2 separate regions of the Danio rerio genome follow, and region 2 is linked to region 1. The links are chromatin contacts, called in public HiChIP or PLAC-seq maps. All regions are on one chromosome and are shown on one strand. The core of a region is the stretch at or near the end of the contact, and the rest is flanking DNA. Distances in the headings are between cores, read along the strand shown.

Evidence for each region. HiChIP or PLAC-seq counts read pairs in DNA pulled down with a chosen protein or histone mark.
Region 2: a contact with region 1 is called in an H3K4me3 HiChIP or PLAC-seq map of embryo, with 2.5 times the contacts expected there. The contact joins two enhancer-like sites. A contact is called at or near these places in 1 of 18 Hi-C or Micro-C datasets (an unstated tissue) and 1 of 4 datasets of contacts at active chromatin or transcription factors (embryo).

What each region holds. Positions count from the first base shown.
Region 1 is chr7:31,079,283-31,085,733 of GRCz12tu, reverse strand. The region is part of intron 2 of tjp1a (tight junction protein 1a); the gene reads right to left. Among named protein-coding and RNA genes, the nearest start is that of fam189a1, 96 kb to the left of the region's middle. Within about 2 kb of position 2,468, at least 17 of the 62 cell types and tissues checked have an H3K27ac peak or open chromatin away from gene starts, as enhancers often do.
Region 2 is chr7:31,147,268-31,153,718 of GRCz12tu, reverse strand. It overlaps tjp1a (tight junction protein 1a), which reads right to left. Exons shown (of 28, transcript XM_073908610.1): 16 at 6,378-6,451; 17 at 3,636-3,718; 18 at 2,323-2,533; 19 at 1,060-1,160. Among named protein-coding and RNA genes, the nearest start is that of fam189a1, 28 kb to the left of the region's middle. Within about 2 kb of position 3,633, at least 4 of the 62 cell types and tissues checked have an H3K27ac peak or open chromatin away from gene starts, as enhancers often do.

The sequences.
Region 1 (6,451 bases), core at 1,219-3,718:
ATCGGTTTCGGCCGATAATCACGCCATGACTTGATCAGTACTAGCTGATCTGGCCAATCTCGTAAACCGATCACAAGTGTTTGTTTACGAGTTTACAAGCAGAGGAAGATGCACATGCACGCCCTGGTTATACATCAGCAGCGCTACAGCACATGAGCAATGTTTCCAAATTGGATTGTTAGTTATTATACTTACCAATTATTTCTATCTATCATTTTTTGTAAAGTAAACAATTACATGTATGAAACATCCTTAAATTTATTCTCTTAGTGAGATCTCATACTTAAAGGAAAACTGTTTATGCAAGTTAAATAACGCTTGAATCTGAACTCAATATTGGCTGCAAAAATCCTGATCGGAGCATCCCTACCAAAAACCAAAGAACAAATGCTCACAACACTGTTGGCTATGCGCAGTGAATGCGCTGTGTGTATATATACAGTATATAATATACAGCTGTGTAATATACATCTAGTTATAAGCACAAACCAACCCATATCCTAAAACAACCAATGAACTAAAAGAACATGATTACATAATATTTTAGCAATTTTTAAATAAAGCAGCCCTGAATAAATGCTTATATAATTAACTATGAATTTATAAAAATGATGTAATTATAGTAAGCCAGTCTCTCCACATATAAATTTCACATAATTTCACTGAAATTCTTTAAATATGAACGCATCATGTTGCTTAAAATAACTGCTGTTACGGCTGCCCCGTTGTGTACTAGACCACTATTAATATGCTACAAACTTACTGGCTACAATACAGAAACTGAAGAGATGACACATGTAGAGGATCACACACACATTTTTGCTTTCTCCTGTCACATGCAGTGAAGATCTAAGCCTGCTCAGACAGTTCCAGAACACTGAAAGCCCAGTGGGGAGGACTGAGGGGAGTGGGCTAACAGTGGATGACAGTAGGGTACAGCCTAATTAAGTTCCCATTAGCTGAGCATTAAACTGCTATAAGAAGAATACATACAGTTGAAGTCAGAATTATTAGCGCCCCTGTTTATTTTTTACCCCAATTTCTGTTAAACTGGGAGAAGATTTTTTTTTCAACACATTTCTGAACATAATAGTTTTAATAGCTCATTTGTAATAACTGATTTCATTTATCTTTGCCATGATGACAGTAAATATTATTTTACTAGATATGTTTCAAGACACTTCTATACAGCTTAAAGTGACATTTAAAGGCTTAACTAGGCTAATTTGGTTAACTAGGCAGGATGGGCAAGTTGTTGTATAACAATGGTTTGTTCTGTAGACTATCAAAAAAATTTATATAGCTTATAGGGGCTAATAATTTATTTGACCTTATAATATTTTTTTAAAAATTAATAACTGTTTTTATTCTAGCTGAAATAAAACAAATAAGACTTTCTCCAGAAGAAAAAATATTATCAGACAAACTGAAAATTCCTTTGCTCTTTAAAACATCATCTAGCAATTATTATATTTTTAAAAGTCAAAAAGGGGGCTAATAATTCTGACTTCAACTGTATAATGTGTTTGACTGAAACTTAATTTTTGTTTCTAAAATTGCTAATGGCAGGAAGGTGGCAGCAGATGAAAAAATTACATCTAAATTACTTGATAAATTGGATGTTTATCAGACAAGATAGGGAAATTATTTGACATTTTTGGAGGATGAATAAGATCACTGTGGTAAAACGCACAGTAAAAGAGTAAATATCTTATTTGATTTATTTATGTATCATTATTATTGTGCTGCTATTTTTATTTTCTGTATGTGGGCTTTTTTATATCTTGAGTTCATATTATTTATCTGTATTACCAGTATTTATGATAGCAAAATTTAATTACTGTAACTGCCGATGTTGGAGAGTGGAGGGCAAAGGGGGTGTTAAAAGGATGTAAAAATGTTCTGTTAAACTATTGAAGAAGAAAAAAATGTTATCATTAAAAAACTACTGATAACATTTCTTTTAAAAACGAGAAGTTGTCATTTAGAGCACAAAATTTACATTTTATTAACACAAATGAACAAAAAGCTGCCATGGTTTCATATATGTAATCTGGAAGTAATTTCTATTTCACAATTGTTTCAGGACTTTCAATTTATCTGCCTATTGGGGAAATGACTAGGAAAAAACAAACAGCAGTCAACCATTTATTCTATAAACAAGTGTTTTTATGACTATACATAAAACTAATATAAGAAAATAGCAGTGTTCAACAGCAAGCTGCATAACAGGCTGTTGTTTTTACAGGTAAAATCAATAATAGTGAGTGAGACCGGAAATTTCAAGCCAATTAAGGTATCAATGGCTGCGCTTGCCCCGATGTTAAAGATTGACGTCAATAATAACTAGCAACACTAATAAGTAAAACTGATTATGTGAAACATTAACACACATCAACATATAGGCCCTGTAGTGGAGCTGCACCAGGAGCCCAGTGTTGCTACTCCTCACCATGGGAACCGTACAAGCTTTCCAACAACACAGACACACTTGAGTCTGATTGGCTGTGAGCGCCACACAAGACTTAGTAAACAGCACAGTGCACTGCCACATTTCAACGTTTACAGCTTTATCTTCAGAATTTTGTGCAAGAAAAAACTAGAGACCCAGATAAAGAAGCAAACATTCCCTCTCCATTCCTCTTTTCTAATATGTCTAGAGATATGTTTGTTCCCTGATGATTAAAAAAAAAAACTCTCAAAGAGGGCCAGAGGCTCCAGCGGTAATTAACATAACCTCTCCAAAGCAGAAATGGAGGACAAGAGCTTTCTCTCTCTCTGATTTGACTATGAATACAAGCTTGAGGGGCCTATTTATAGTATTAATACAAATCATTTTCTCTTGTATTTTGTGAGACAGACAGACAGGTGATGGAGAAATTATTTACCCTTCCTTCTTCAACGCCTTTATTTTCATGCAGATAGGACACTAGGTTAGTTCCATTAAGACTGAAATATTATTTTTCCCTGAAGTAGAGGGTGTTTATTTACTCGAGAACAAATATGGCATGATGTCAATCCAGAAAGTCAGATACTGTCTTAGAGGGTGTGAAAGTGAGACAGTCCAGTTTAACAAGAAAGTTGGATAAGAACAAACAGACATGATCAGTGCCATGACTAATCCTACAATCGTAACAGGACTCTGTTATAACGGAGAAATCTATTCCATTTAGAAAAAAAAAATGGGCAGTTAGGTCTCTCAATAAAAAAAACTCTATGATTATAAAAAATAATGTTAAAGCCACTTTAAATGCTCCTTAAAAAATCCCTACTAAAGTCCTAAATAAGCCACACATAGGAACTTAGTGAGCATGCAACACATGCGGTGTCATTGAAGATGTCCATAGAAGTTTTGTCTCCATAAGCTGTCTTAAGCCACACAGGTCTCCCTTGGGCATCTGGCGTGTTCATTCACTTAACTTTAACAAATAGTCCCAAATTGAGTATTAGTGTAGTATTATTAGTGTAGTCCTTTTCCCCTTCTCCCAAAAGACCTGATGAAGATGTAATTATCCACATGATTTTTTGTTGTTGTTGTTGTTCTTATATTGTGCTATCTCACAGAGAAAACAAAGATACTGGGACTGATAACTTAAAAAACAAAAAAAAACAAGGTCACCCAAGCTTATCCACACCTCAAACAGACATGATAAACTCTATGATATCTCCACCTAGAAAAACACAGCTACTGTAGTGTTCTGATGTAGACCTTCAGCTGCTGATATTCAGTGATAAACTGTCTGTAATTAAACCAATATCTTCAGGTGATTAAAAATATTAATTAATATTTTTAATAATTTAACAAGGGCTTCCTTCTTACAATAACATGCCTATTTTCATATATATATATATATATATATATATATATATGTGTGTGTGTGTGTGTGTGTGTGTGTATATATATATATATATATATATATATATATATATATATATATATATATATATATATATATATATATAATACGAAACAAAAACTGTTTCTAATTTATACAATACCAATATTGTGCATTAAATTGATCTAAAATGAGACATTTACAATTAAATGTAGTCATTTATTTAGCAAACGCTTACAATAAACAGCACTACTGTTGTTATTAAGAGTAATAAAAATTAGAAGTGTCCAGAGCACCAAATCAGCGCTATAAAAACAGATGCTAATGCTATAATCCTAAAACATAACAAAAATCTTCTTCAATTGTATTATTTCACATTATTGCTGATTTTTACGATGTTTTGATCATGATGTTGATAGAAATGCTCCAATAAAATAATGTAAATACACACCATGGCATTACATCATTACGTAAGCATTTCAGCTCACCGAAACTCACCAAACCTGAATGTCTGAGTGTGCAGTACGCATTCCTGTGTTTTCATACGCTTCTTAAACTGCACAGTGGAAGAGGAAGCACATTCGAGAGAACCATAAACATATAAATAAACACAATGTGCGGCATTGTAGTTTGTTTGGGAGCCACCTTATGGAAAAGACTCCGTGGGCGCTAGCTCGCTCGCTCTCTCCTTCACTCTCTCATAGTGTAAACAACCCAAAATCGCTTGTTTAATCACGAATATGCGTGCTTAACATAATAACTATAAAAAGTGTATACTTTTGTTATCTTTATATACAATATAGGACCGAGTTGTACTGGTAGTAACTTAGTAGCACTAGAAGTAACAGTAGTAGTAGTAGTAGTAGTAGTAGTAGCAGCCATGCACCTGCAAAATTCTAACTTACCCACAATTTTCAGCCAACAAACACAAGATTCCACTATAGGCTGTGCGCATACTTAATTGCCCCCAGAAAAAAATGGTATTAAATCTTTAATATTTTGAGGGGAAAAAATAAAATAAAAAAGAATTATTTTTACACCACTTTGTATTGGCAGAATGCCATAACATTAATCAACAGGTACCTTGAGAGCCCCAAACTCTTCCAGCTATTAGAACTCACAAAAATCCAAGAATGTTAAAGAGACAGTACATGGAAAAAATAATGCTATAACTTTTTTTTGTATACAATACAAAGGATCCTAGTTAGAATGACAGTCGATCACCATTGGCATTCCACATATAATCAAAGCAGTGAGCGAGATTCGTCCTGCCTCTAGTGTTCCTCTGATGATAGAAAGTCATATTTGAACCAACCCGGGATGGTAACATTAAACAATTTAACACATTTTCGACGAACTAACGTTACCCCTTTAAGACTGTGTCATTCGTGTGGATTACAGAAAAATAGGATACGGTCACGGGGAGAATGCGCCTTTTCACACATCTATTGCTCCCTAAATGGGTCAGGACTCGTGTCCCATCAAACTGTTTTGAAAAGTGCGTTTAGCAAAGTCATTTCCTACCTTATTTATTGCAGCCTTGGCAGACATTTTGATATCTTGTTGGCTCCCGGCGTAGCAAGTTTACTGTTAAATATCACTACAACCAAAACACAAAAAATAGTCCTCCTACGTCCTGCCCAGCAGCCGCCACAGCGCCGGGCAAAGCGGGTTTATTTCTTTTGACCGCCCAAAGACATGTCAACACAACTGAAATCCCGCAGTCCAAAGTTCATCATCTATTATTATTGCGCGTGAACATACACAAACTTCACAAGCTCCACGAACACACTACTGACGGTCTCTCTTTCGCTTTCGGATAAAATAAAAAATAAATAAGAATATATTGCTCTCCTAAAGCCGCGCCACAAAGTTTATTAATATCGGTGCGAACCGTCCCACAGCGGCAGAAGTTTCAAACAGATGGGCTCGATCCTCGCTTCTCTCCTCTCCCAGCAACAATCATGACATGTCTGACTGGGATGGACCATTACAGTTCCGCGGGGGTGATGGGGTGGAAACCGGGACGGTGTGAGCCGTATAACCACAGTCCCAGATACGTGGTGGTAACTCTATGTGTACACGCAGCTGTGTAAAGAGTTTATTTTCCGAGTTAAATGATACATGTGTCACTATTTTACATTAACTCACTGAAGTAAGATTAGAGTCGAAAAAACGCCCCTGCGCTTGATTTTTGTCTTGACCGGGGAGCGGATGGGATGGAGAGAGGGAAAAAAGGTGAAGTGGATTCAAGTTGTTTCTCGCTGCTTTACCTAGTAAAAAGTTTAAAAAGTAGAATTTAATTTCTGTATTTTATCAAAAAACATTTTTTTTCTAAAACAAAAAAGAACATTTTATTTAATTATTTAATTTTTAAATTTATTTCTGTATTTTAACCAAAAACGAAGAGTTTTTGTAAAACTGACCATGATAAAAATGTTATAACTATATAAAGTATAGTCATCATTTAATTTCTTCCTATACATTGCACTATAATGTTTGCATAATACAGAACCAGTTGAAAGAAGGGCAGTGGAAGGCAACTAAGCCCTTCACAAAAATACATATGCATGCTGCTCTTTTCCATTCTACATGATAACTACGCAAACTAAACT
Region 2 (6,451 bases), core at 2,384-4,883, 67 kb before region 1:
ATTGTTTTCTGTAAAGCTGCTTCTGACCACGACATGTCCACACTAAATGGTTATAAAATGTGTTTAAGGGATTATATGCAACATCCTTCATTTACACTTTTATGAAAGGACAAAGCTACACTTGGGTATCGTACTTGGAGAGAAAATGTGCTTTATACAGTGTTATTCAAAGCTTGAAGTATCAGAATTAGTACTCGGTATCGGCTGATTACAAGGATAAGAAATCGGTACTCTGTTTCGGCTCCAAAAAACCTGATGGGAGCAACCCATAAAAAATACAAAGAATAATTCTGCACTTAATATTAAAACTACTTTTAAGCACAAATATATAATTTTTTAGCAGGGTATAGACCACAAATGTAAGGTTGACAGAATGTTAATTGCAGTATCTCAAATGTAGAAAGAAAATGTATTTAAATATAAAATGTAGATACAATATTGTTTCCCATGAAAATGTATTAAACAAAAAAAAACAAAAAAATAGAGAAATGCTGATTTCTTTAAAATTTGAACATTATTAACAATAACAGCAAATAATGTCTCAAATAGTATTACCTTAATAACTAAGTAATTAGTTCTTATGTTACTATAATCTTCAATCATTTTCATTAACATTTGTATTTACACTTTTAATCTATCTTCATCACATAAGTATTTTATTTTGTTTCGCCTTTTTAAATTTTAGTTAACAATATTAAAAATATGAAAATAAAAATACATTTTATTTTGCATATAAAATGAGAATGTATTTTTTCTCATCACAATATTATGACGTAAAGACTTAATTTTTATTTTTTCATAGAGTGAAAAGCATTTCAAGAAATCACTAAACATCACCATCAGAACACATGACTAAAACTAAACAGATGTTGATCAAATGAACCACACAGTGGTCAACATGAGTGCTGTGACCACAAGAACAGATGCGTGAGAAACACAAACTATGCTGTGTAAATACAAATATGGAATCAGACAAGCGGGAATGAACCCTGTCCCTGAATCCTGGAGCATCTGCTGTGAAATTGAATCATGGTGGAAAAGTTGAACGAGTTTCCTCACCTTGCCCTCTGAGACCCACACCAGCTGGTTCTGCTGCTGCTGAATGGTGTCCTTCAGTGCTCCATACCAGCCATCATTCATGTTATTCATGTTAATAGTGGCTAAAAGATAAAGGCAGGAAGAAAGACATAAAACAGAGGAAAAATTTAGTGTTTTTTTCTGAAGCCTCACTGCTCCTCACTGTCCATAGTATGAATCATCATTCACTTATCTGCTCATTAAGTCAAAGAGAGGTGGATGTTGGATGCTCATTCATTATGTAATCGTAGGGAGGGATCTTTTGCCCTGTTGCATTTACATTTATGACAGGCTTTATTCAAAGCTATTAAAAAATGAGGAATACTATAACACAACCGCCTTTAGAGAGTTCAGTCAGACGCCTCGTTCTTGTGACTGTCTTATTACATCCATAAAAGTTATGATAACATTAAATGCTGTAGCAGCCATGAAACATAATGTCATGTACCGTTTTATAAAAAATACTTATTTCTAAATATTATTATCAGCCACAGAATATTTCCATTCAAACAAAAGATGTCTTTCCCTCTCTCTCTCTCTCTGAGTGATAGTATGTTCATTAATGTTGTTAATGCAAGACATGGCGTAGTATGAAAGATGTCTGATCATTTTAGTGAACTGGTCCATTTGTAAACAGGATTAAATTTCACAGAAACATCTTTAATTTTTAACAATTGCCATTAGTAGGTCAATTTATCACCATTTTTGATTAGGCTATAAAACTACACAAATACAGTTCAAATATAATTTCTACATACAGTACACATACATATGTATAAAAGTACTTGTGTATACGTTAACAAAATGTCCCTTGCTCTTATCAGGTAATATTAAAAATTCATGCAAGTTTTTACTATTTTGAATAAAGTCTTATCTTGACAAAGTACGTCTACTACACCTTGTGTTTCAATGAACAGGTGTGCAATTCGTCAAATGGTTGAATCAGAATGTGAGCATAATATAACATATTTCCCATGCAAAGATTTGAGAGAAATAAAGAATCTTGACTGCATAAATGTGAATAGGTACCCATCTGTCCTTTTTTGTTCCATTAAATACCTAATAAATACAAAATAAATATAATCTAAAAGTCAATCTATTCACACCTCTATAGTTTTGTTTTTAATAAAGTGTATCACAATTGACATTCCTAACTCCATAGTTACTAAATGAATACCATCATCCTTAGGGCATAATGCTCTACTGAATGTGTCATTTTTTCCACACTAAAACATCTGTGTTTACCTGTGAAGAGATGATGGTTGTTCTTCCTCAGTTTGAGTGCGCGCTCGTGGAGTTTTCTGGCGCTTTTCCTGGACTCGGAACACAGTCTGGTCCTCATGTTCTTCACACCCTGCTTGCTGTCAGGATTTAAGAACACTACGATGGGATACCACTGAGCATAGTTCAGCCGATCCACTGCGTTAGGAGTAATGTCCAGCACTGCATGCTTATCCTGCACAGACGCAAACACAACACATATGCATATAATGTATGTATATATATCTATACTAACATAAATTAGTACACTCCATTTTAAAAATAAATATTGTATCCATTTCTTAGTGAATAAAGGTAATATATTTTGGTGCATTTAAACAAAACAGATTTATTGAAAGGATATATTTAATAAAATAATATTTTAGAAACCGGATATCTTTAGAAATAGAAAAATAATACATTTAAATTCATGCGAAATATTTTTTAAAAATTACAAACTACAAAATTTTTAAAAAATGTTACAAAAATAATAATAGTTTTAATTATTATTTAAAAGAATTTTATTTTAAAATATATTTATCGTTAATTATTTAGTTAGATTAGCTCCAGATTTGGCTTCAGTACTGACTAATCTAATGTAAATGCACAAATATAATATTGTAAAACTTCCTGTAGAAAATATTAATTTAAATGGGAGATTTGTGAAGGTAGTACTCATATATATTAAGCACTTATATACATATACATACCCATAAATACACACACACACACACACACATATATATATATATATATATATATATATATATATATATATATACACGCACACAGAGAAGATAACATCAATTAGGGTTCAACAGTGTTATTGACACTGGAATAAAAGAGTTTTGAATCTTTTCTGTTACATCGGGGACTGTTAGATGGTAAAAGATCATAGCATGGGTAAAGTACATTGGATGGGTTGCTAAAGATCCTTTTTGGCTCATTTAAAGAACATTTGCTTATAAAGAGTCTTTGAACTGGTAGGGTATTTTGAACCTATACATTTAATGGCAGTACAGTTAATATAATAATTAAATATAATAATATACTAAACTTTATAGAAAGGTTACTGTACCAGGTGGATAAACCATTCCTTGACACTTATATGTTTACTTTTACACAAATATGGACTGATAAAATACATACTTTTCTCATCAACTCCATAGAACCACAGTGCACATTTTTATTACATGCTGCACCAAATTCTACCAGAAGGAGGCAGTAGTGTTATACTGAAAAACTGTGGCTGACCACTTTGTATGTGTGCCAGTGTGTGTGTGTATGAGGGATCTCACCCGGTCGATTATCTGTTTGATAGTGTGAAGGCGTATGATCCCCGAGCTGCGCTGGTCAGTGCCGGCATCTCTAGGTTCACTCTCTACACAAGGAAATACAATCAATTTTAGCATCCAAATAAGCCTTCCTGTGCCCTCTGCCATGCAGTAAATAAGCACCTCCACCTCTCGAAAGCATACAGTGAGAAGGCAATTCAACATGGATGTGCACATGCGCCCGCATACACAATATATGAGCACCTGCAGACTGCTCAAGTTACGTGTGTAATCAATATGGTGCAATGCATTGATTCACTTTTGATGTGCAAATACGAATATTTTTTTATATAAAGTGAAAGGAGAACAGGAGCATCTGTACACCACAGTGACTAAAGAAGGAAAGAATATCTGAAAAACAACGAGGTCAATAGTAGGTAAAGATATACTTCGGCTTTTTTTAATGTATGCTATTTTGAATACGTGATGCATATATCAAATGCAAAATAGAAATTATTTGTACTTTTTGTTTTCATTTCGTCTAATTAAACAACTATTTAAGTAGGAGTATCACATTTAGTTCTTCAAAATGCTGATCACTATTCTTCCACTGTTGTGAAATGGACAACTTAAAATAAGCAAAAACATTTGCTAAAGCTACTAACAATTTTATTTGCTTTATCTGGCTCAAATGTATTATTAAATCCACCTCCGTGGTCAGCAAAAGCTTTATTAAACATAAGTAAATCATGATCATTTAGAATTAAGATCACATGAGTGTTTGAATTAAGATTGCATTTTTTGACTGATTACTTGTGCAGATTCAATACAACATCCATGCACTTTAAATTGCTTTTTGCATTTCTTAGTTTGTCCAAAACGTTTAAATTCTGAACAAAGCCAAAAAGAAATGGGGAAGATGGAGATAGAACAACTACTACAGCGATGACGACGACGGCCACTACAACTATGACAATTAATACTACAATTACTACTACTTTGATAACAACAACTACTTTTACAACGACAATGACGACTTAAACTACTATTATAACTAGTACTATGAATACGACTACTACTACTACGACGACTACTACAACAACTACGACTATGACTACTACTACTATGACAATGACAACTACTATTATGACGACTACCACTACGACAATGACTACTACTACAACTACATTGATAACAATTACAATGACGACTACTACTACTACAATGACTACTACCACAACAACAACTATGACTACTACTACTACGACAACGACTACTACGACAACAACAACAACGACTACTATGGCGACGACTACTACTAAGATGACAACGACTGACTACTACTACTATGACAACGACAACTACTACTACGACGACGACGACAATAACTACTACTACGACGACAACGACTACTATTACCACAACTATGACAACTACTACTATGACAACCACTATGATGATAATGACAACTGTGACTACTACGACGACTACTACTAAGACAACGATGACTACTACAACAACTACTACTACGACGACTATGACTACTACTACTATGACAACGATGACTACTTCTAAGACAATGACTACTACTATGACAACAACGTCTACGACGACTACTACTACTACGACTATTATTACGACCAAAACTATGACAACTACTAATATGACAACTTCTACTGCTTTGACTACTACAACTATGACTACGAATACGATTACTACTACGGCTACTACTACTACAACGACTACTACTACTACTACTACTACATCAAAAACAACTGATGCTTAAATTAACAAATATAAAGACATTTATGAGACCGTACAAAGGCTGCTACAATAGCATTTTGAGAGAAAAAGATATTGGACAAGTAAAAAAAAAGTTCACCATAAAAATTCATACACAAATAAACCGAAGTATACTTCAGGGCTTAAGCTAGTGTGATGTGACCTTTGGTGACCATTGGTGTTCCCCTAATATTGACAGTACATTGTTTAAGTGATCGTTCACCCAAAAATAGAAACTCATGTTTTTTTTACCCATTATTTATTTACACATCCTCAAAATGTTTAAACAAAAAAGCAGATATTCAGATTATTCAATGATTTATTGTCTTTCCAATGGTGAGTGAACGATGCCAACATTTTTGGGTGAGCCATCTCTTTGAGACCCCAAACCCACATCTGTATCCTTAACTATATCAGTGCCTTAAAAGAGCAGAAAATTACTTTCAGCAAAAAACTAAAGAAAAAACAGCCCCAAAATATCACAAAACAAAAAAGGAAGCAGGTTTTTGGGATGGGGGAACATCAATGAGCAATGTGCCTTCATCTCCTCTCAAGCATGACTGAAGGGTTGGGGGATTGGAACTGTCAATAGCATGAACACATCTTAGATCTTTTCTTTTTTTCTTTCATTAACATTCCAAGCGGTGCCAATTGGGTGTAACTAAAATAAGGGGATGCCATAAAAATGCACAGCCTCTAGTAACTATGGTTACTGATGAAGTGAACTGATGTGACTACTGTATGCAACGTACTTTCCCTTCCATCTGGGAGCTGTGTCTCTGAAAAGCAAATACAGTCATACAGGAACAATGTTATGTAAATAAAGCCAGTGGCCACTCAAGGAATCAGTTTACAAGCTGAATTTTAAATGCACTACTGAAACTGGAGAGCAGGACATCTGTGACTGCTCACGTATGCTGCACAGGTAGGTGGGTTAGAAGCGCAGCGTCTTGTCAATGTGTGTGTTTACAAATAGACACTCACTTGCGAGCTCGAATAGGTCAGGCACCTCTCTTGCCAGTTTGTCTCGTGCCACATCTGCGATTGGTCCAAAGATC